Regions from separate parts of the Anser cygnoides genome. Here region 2 is linked to region 1. The links are chromatin contacts, called in public Hi-C maps. All regions are on one chromosome and are shown on one strand. Each heading gives the region's core, a stretch centred on a gene start, on an enhancer-like site or on the middle of the called end of the contact. The rest is flanking DNA. Distances are from core to core; before and after follow the strand shown. Region 1 holds the start of FMN1 (formin 1). Region 2 holds the start of EMC7 (ER membrane protein complex subunit 7).

What was found. Hi-C and Micro-C count contacts between places; a contact is called where the count stands out from the background.
Region 2: a contact with region 1 is called in a Hi-C map of liver, with 2.8 times the contacts expected there. The contact joins the promoter of EMC7 here to the promoter of FMN1 in region 1. A contact is called at or near these places in 3 of 7 Hi-C or Micro-C datasets (granulosa cells and liver).

The regions. Positions count from the first base shown.
Region 1 is chr5:26,949,368-26,952,370 of Taihu_goose_T2T_genome, reverse strand. It overlaps FMN1 (formin 1), which reads left to right and starts at 1,523. Exons shown (of 17, transcript XM_048058754.2): 1 at 1,523-3,003. The coding sequence starts at 2,633.
Region 2 is chr5:27,407,311-27,410,313 of Taihu_goose_T2T_genome, reverse strand. It overlaps EMC7 (ER membrane protein complex subunit 7), which reads left to right and starts at 1,534. Exons shown (of 5, transcript XM_048058709.2): 1 at 1,534-1,991. The coding sequence starts at 1,732.

The DNA.
Region 1 (3,003 bases), core at 274-2,773:
CATGGGGCAGCTGCTGGGCTCTGCTCACAGAGCCCACCCTGCAGCCCCCTGCTACTAAAACCTTGCCACGTAAACCCAATATATTCTACCCCTCATCTCTGTGACAAAACATATTTAAGAATTATCATCACAATATGGCCTTATATGGAGTTATAAGGGATATAACTGAACTTTTCATACATACTATTAAAATCTAGAATAGTTAGATTGTGGCTATTTTCAGTAACCTGCTTACAGACAATATGCATAAGACTGTTACAGTTTGGTCACCCTAGATCATTACACATAAGTTTTATTCTATCTAAGTGTAGGTGTAGTGTTGTCACCGACACCTGCTGTCACCCGTTGTATTTTGGCACTATCTAGTAAGTATGTTTAGTTTAAAATACAGCTACATGAGCAACTTCATAGAAGGTTTTTGATCACTGAGCAACCAAACTACTTTTGAAAAATACAATACTGTTTATCCATCATAAGTTAACCATATCTCAAATAAATATGCATATAAAATATGCCAAGCATAACCACAGAAGTTATCAGGACAATAGTAATTGTTGTTTGAACAATTATCCCGTGGTTGAATATAAAAATAGGTATAAATTTAAATGTAATGAGTAGAAAATTTTGGTTCAGTAGGGTCAATCTTGCCCAATATTTTGTCATAAATTGAAGTTTAAAATTGCTGTAGACTTGCCTTAGAGAAGTCTGGTCTTGGAAGAAATTCTCACCAGTGCTGAGACAGCTTCCTGCCACTCGTCTTACTAACACAGGATTGTAAGAGAAAGTTGGCACAGGGAGTGAAAAAGACTTTCCTTATGCAGCACTTCCTTTTATGATATTGGTCTATATAAAGCCTAGAAAACAGGGGCAGTAAGTCATGGCTTATTGGGACATTCCTTCCCTTTGCCCCTGATGATTAAGCACAGCAGAGTTGCAAGTCCAGAGCTTTCTGCGTGCAGGAAATGGCAGATAGGAAGGCAGATAATGTTGTTCTACGCTTAAATCACAAGTGAAGGTGGGAGTGATTCCAGTACCCTTTGTCTATAGGTATGTATGCAACTTTGTAACTGAAAAGGTGTCAGTAGGCATTGTCTAAGCCCTTCCGTATTACAATCTGATTTCAGGGAAACTTGCTTCCTGCAGTAGATACCAATGACTTTCGCTGTTGACTTTATGACGACTTTACTTTCTATAGTATCCTTAAAGGGAAACACATGCTTTTTGTACATAAACACTAAACCAAAACATAAGTATGTTGGCATACATAGCTGTTGCTTGTTGTCTGTAGCATTCAGCTTTTCAGTAAGTGCTTTCCTGTAATGCGATACAATGGTGCCAAGCACAGTTGATCTGCCTGGGAAGGCCGGCTTTCAGCCTGGTGTTTACACAAGGCTACTCAGCACAGCTGAACGGCTGACTGCAGAATGACCCCTCCGCAACAAAAATCAGAGTACTGTCTTTGAATTTCTAACATACCGATGTGGAAATCTGAGTAAAGTAACTTCTTAAAGGCAGGGGGATAAGACGATTAGAAATTCTTGCAGATCTGCAGTCTCTGTAGATCCAAAAATAGGAAAAGTGAAGACTTTTGATGGGAACCTGACCTGAACATTAATGACTTCCTGAATTTCAACTGTGCCTAAGTATTTTGCACTTTCATGTGTGTTAAGAAACATATGTAAAGAGAGTCCCTGACAGCTTCTCTGAATGCCGAGTTATGCGGACGTGAAGATTTCCTTCAAGTACACTCACCAGTGTTAACTAAACAATCTTACCCGCGCACCGCACGGGAGCAAGTTACCAAAGAAGAAGAGAAAGGTGTGAGCAGAGGGGGTCCTTTCGCAGCAGTCCCGGCCCGGGGGCGGCGCAGTGCCCGCTCCTGAGCGGCTGCGGGCTCCGGGTGCGGGCTCCGGGTGCGGGCTCCGGGTCCCGTCCGGCCCCGTCCCGGCGGCGGCTCGGGGGCGCTGGGCGCGGTGCCCGGCGGTGCTCGGCGCAGCAGGGCGGGAGTAACGCGAAACCAGGCGCGCTGGTTTTTGCCCGTGGCCCCGCGGGCTGCGATCTGCATTCCGGATGAAACCTGCAGCAAATCGGAAGGCAGGCTCGCTCTCGCTTTTTTTTTTTTTTTTTTTTTTTTTTTTTTTCCATCGTCCCCCCTTTGGATTCGACTTCTCGGGCGGTCGCCGGGGCTCGCTTTGGGCAGCCGCGACCTGGAGCTCCGCACGGCAGCACCAGCGGGGAGCTTCGGGCTGACTCGGGCTTGACTTCGTTATGGGTGTAGGGCGGTGGACCCCGACCCCAGCGGAAGGGCCGTGCCGAGGCGTCCCGCGGGCGTTCAGCGCCGGGCCAGGCGCCCCGCTCGGCTCCCGCCCCGAGGAGGCAGAGCCCGGCCGCCGCCCGGCCGCCCCGCGCGTCTAGGCGCCCCGCACCGCCACCCCGCTCCGCCTGCCGTGCCCCAGAGCCCTTGGTGCCAGGGACCGGGCCCCGCGGCCGCCGAGGACTCGCCGCGTGTCCCCGCGGGCCCCATGGGCGCCGCGGCCGCCGGGCGGAAGCAGCCGCAGCGGGGCCGGGCCGCTGCCTGCCCGCGCCGGGCCCGCGCCCCTCCGCCGCTGCCCTGACCCCGCCGGGGCCCGGCATGGAGGGAGCGGGCGCGGGGCCGCCGAGCCCGGCAGAAGGCGCTTGCACCACTTTTTCCGTGAAGACGCGATTCGGACTGACGGCCAGGTTGGAGCCGGCTGCCGCCGAGGAAGGGACGGTGCTCAGAGGCTTCCAGCCCTTGCGCGGCAGCCCGGACGGCCGTGCCGAGGAGCCCCGCGAGGGGAGCGCTGGCGACGGCTCCGAAGAGCCGGGTGTCCCCGCCGGGCCGATGGCTGGCAGCCGGCCCGAGCCGCAGCCTGAAGCCCCCGAGCTTGGCCAGCGGCCCCCTCGCCGCCTGGGGTCGGCGCAGAGCTCTCCGGCCGAGTCCGACGGCGACGACAAGGATGCCATTCTGGTGCAGGGCACTTT
Region 2 (3,003 bases), core at 285-2,784, 460 kb before region 1:
GGTGAGAATTTCTATGTGGGGATAGGGTCCTAGACAAGAGATTAAGTAACTTGTCAGTTTGTTAGCTGGGTGATACAGAGAGAAGCTTCTTGGATTAAATGGAGTGTGAAATAACAAATGTGATTTTCTTTTATTTGGGTTCACCAGGCTTTAAACTTAATTAACTGTATTATCTAAACTATAAAAATAAATTATTTAGCTCTTTATGTTTGGTACTTACAAATCTATGGTTGAAGAACTCCTTAAAACTAGGGGGTAGGACCACTCTATGTGGTCTGAGAGCAACCCAATACAGCTCCTCAAAGATATCTAAGAAGTAATATTTCTACATAACTGCATATAAAAACTAGTAATATGAGATGTCTGTATGAAACGATGTCTTTCTGGTGTTATACTGGAAATAGTACTGTTTCCATCTTTCCTTAACACAAATCCTACCATTTGGTGATTTTAAGTACCTCTTTTATTAACAAAATCTTTAAAAAGTGACAATGAAAGTGATGTAATTTAGAGAAGCTACTTTCTAACATCAATTTCTAGAATTCTTACGTTTTTACCTCCAAAACTGCTAGTGTTCTTAGATTTTGTGATTTTATGTAACAGAAAAACCTCTTTAATCTTCCTAGTTATCCAAAACAGAAATATGCAGCTCAAAGATAGAGCTGGAGAAATAATTCACATTATTCCACTCACATGGAGTGACATTTCAGAATCATGTCTGGCGTAATACAGTGTTTTCATGGAGTATCAGCTGAGGGCCAGGCTCATAATCTCTGAAGGTAATCATGCTTAATAATTAAATAATATTTCTAATGTGTTCAGTGATTAACTCTGACATTAAGTAACACAGGTAAAAGAGGCAGGTGTAGGCACAACGTGACGGTGAGTAAGCATGACATAATAGGACATGCTATGCAAAGGGGAAATGGGGGCAAGCTGGGTATTACAGCATATTCTTGGCTTCTCCACTGAAACTGCTCACAAACTATGAGCGCTTTGTGCTAGGGCACTGTCAGCGAGCTTCTGCTCAGCATCAGAAACAAACCACGTTGATATACGGTGGGTTGAAGGAAGACGCTTGAGGCCTTGATTTAGTGACAGATCTTCTCTTGCTTTTGAAAGCTTTTATGTAATATTTTCCTGGGGGAGGGGTGCTTGATTCAAGTGATAACAGAATTTAACTTAAAACTAAAATGTGTTAATTCTAGATAGACCCGTCTGCAACTGAAGATGCACCCACGCAGTACGTATTTGCTTATGTTTTTTTACTTCACATCTGTGTCCTGCCACATTTTCAGTAGCAAATCATCTTAGCTTTTTACTCATAGACTGGAAAAGAAAAATAAATAAATAAATAAATAAAAAGAGGCTGCGGGGCCACCCTCGCCGCAGCGACGTACGGCTCTGCCGGCCGCTGTGGGCAGGGTGTGAGGGCGCCTCAGACGGAGCCCGCCCTGGAGGCGGTGCTGACTGAGGGGACAGCGCCCTCCCCCCTGCCCCACCCCCTGCGCGCAACCAGCAGCTCGCTCGCTCCTATTGGTCAGTGCTCCTGACGCCAAGTGCCGGCGCCTCACCCTCCCGTGTGCGCAAGCGCGCGGCGTCCGCCCTTTTTCCCCGCCGTTCGTTGCGCACGCGCAGCGGGCTGAACGCCCGGCTCTCTGTGCGGGTAGCCTTAGGGGCGCGTCGCGTCGCGTCGCGCTCGGCGCATGCGCCGTGGCGGCGGCGGCGGCCATGGCGGCGGCGGCGATGGCGGCACCGGCGGCCATGTCGGGCGCGGTGCCGCTGGCGCTGCTGTGGCTGTTGGCGTCGCCGCTCCTCCGCGGCGCCGGGGGCTCGGAGGCGGTCGGGGCAGCGGAGCCGGCGGGAGGCGCGGGCCCCGGGGAGCGGTTTAAGATCGAGGGCCGGGCCGTGGTGCCGGGGGTGAAGCCCCAGGACTGGATCGCGGGGGCCCGGGTGCTCGTGGACGGGGAGGAGCACGTCGGCTTCCTCAAGTGAGCGGCGGGGGCAAGGGGAGGGCCGGGGGCCGGCCGCAGCATGGCGGCGGCGGGGCCCGGAGCGGCCTCCCCGGCGCTGTCGGGGGCCTCGGGCCTCCTGGCGCGGCTGCTGCCCGCCGCCGGGGCTTGGGCTGCGGCCGCTGGTCGGGGACTGAGGCCGTTGGCTGCTGAGGTATCAGAGGTTGGAACAGTTCAGGTGTAAAGAGCACCTCGGTGTTTAATTCAGATGCATCGAGGCACTACAGGGATTGCTCTGAACTGTTGTGAACACAGATTCTGCAACCTCTTAAACGCCCTGTTTTAAGCATTTATTATTCACTATGCAGAAATGTTTGTGGTGGAAGGTTGCAGCTGTAGTTATACATTACAGCGCCTGTAAGAAGCCTTTCAACTGTACGAAGGAAAGGTATTTAAAAGTGTATTTATAGCATGTATGTCCTTCATACAAGATGGTGCAGTCACACTTGGAAGCTATAAAACATCACCTTACCTCACTCAGTTCAGGTAACAGTAGATATATCCAGATCACTTAAAGATCTGGAGATACTCAGACATAGAAAGTGTTCTCAGGACTAAAAGTTAAATTATTTTTTTTTAATTAAACATATTTTTTTAATTAAATAAGTTTTAACAGTAAACACTAATTTTAAAATCTGTGTTTTTAATGCAGTATAATGCATTTGCTTCTTTAAGTCATGTATTAGGTTAAGAAGGTTTACATGGAATTAAAGATATACGAAGTCATTAATACCGGTCACTTCTAATTATTCCCTCTGTAGTAAAAGTTGAACTGAACTTTGACCTTGGGAACTGCCTATAGGCTAACATAACAAATTTTGCTTTGCAAAGCTAATAGAATCTTGTTATGTAGCACCTGATAGATCAGTACAACCAAGTTGTAGGAGACTTGCGTTATATTTATGTATGATGGAGCCGATGAGTTTCCTGGAGCTGATGACTTTCAAAATAATGGATTGGAACTGGAGTTGTCCAAACTATAAAGAAATAA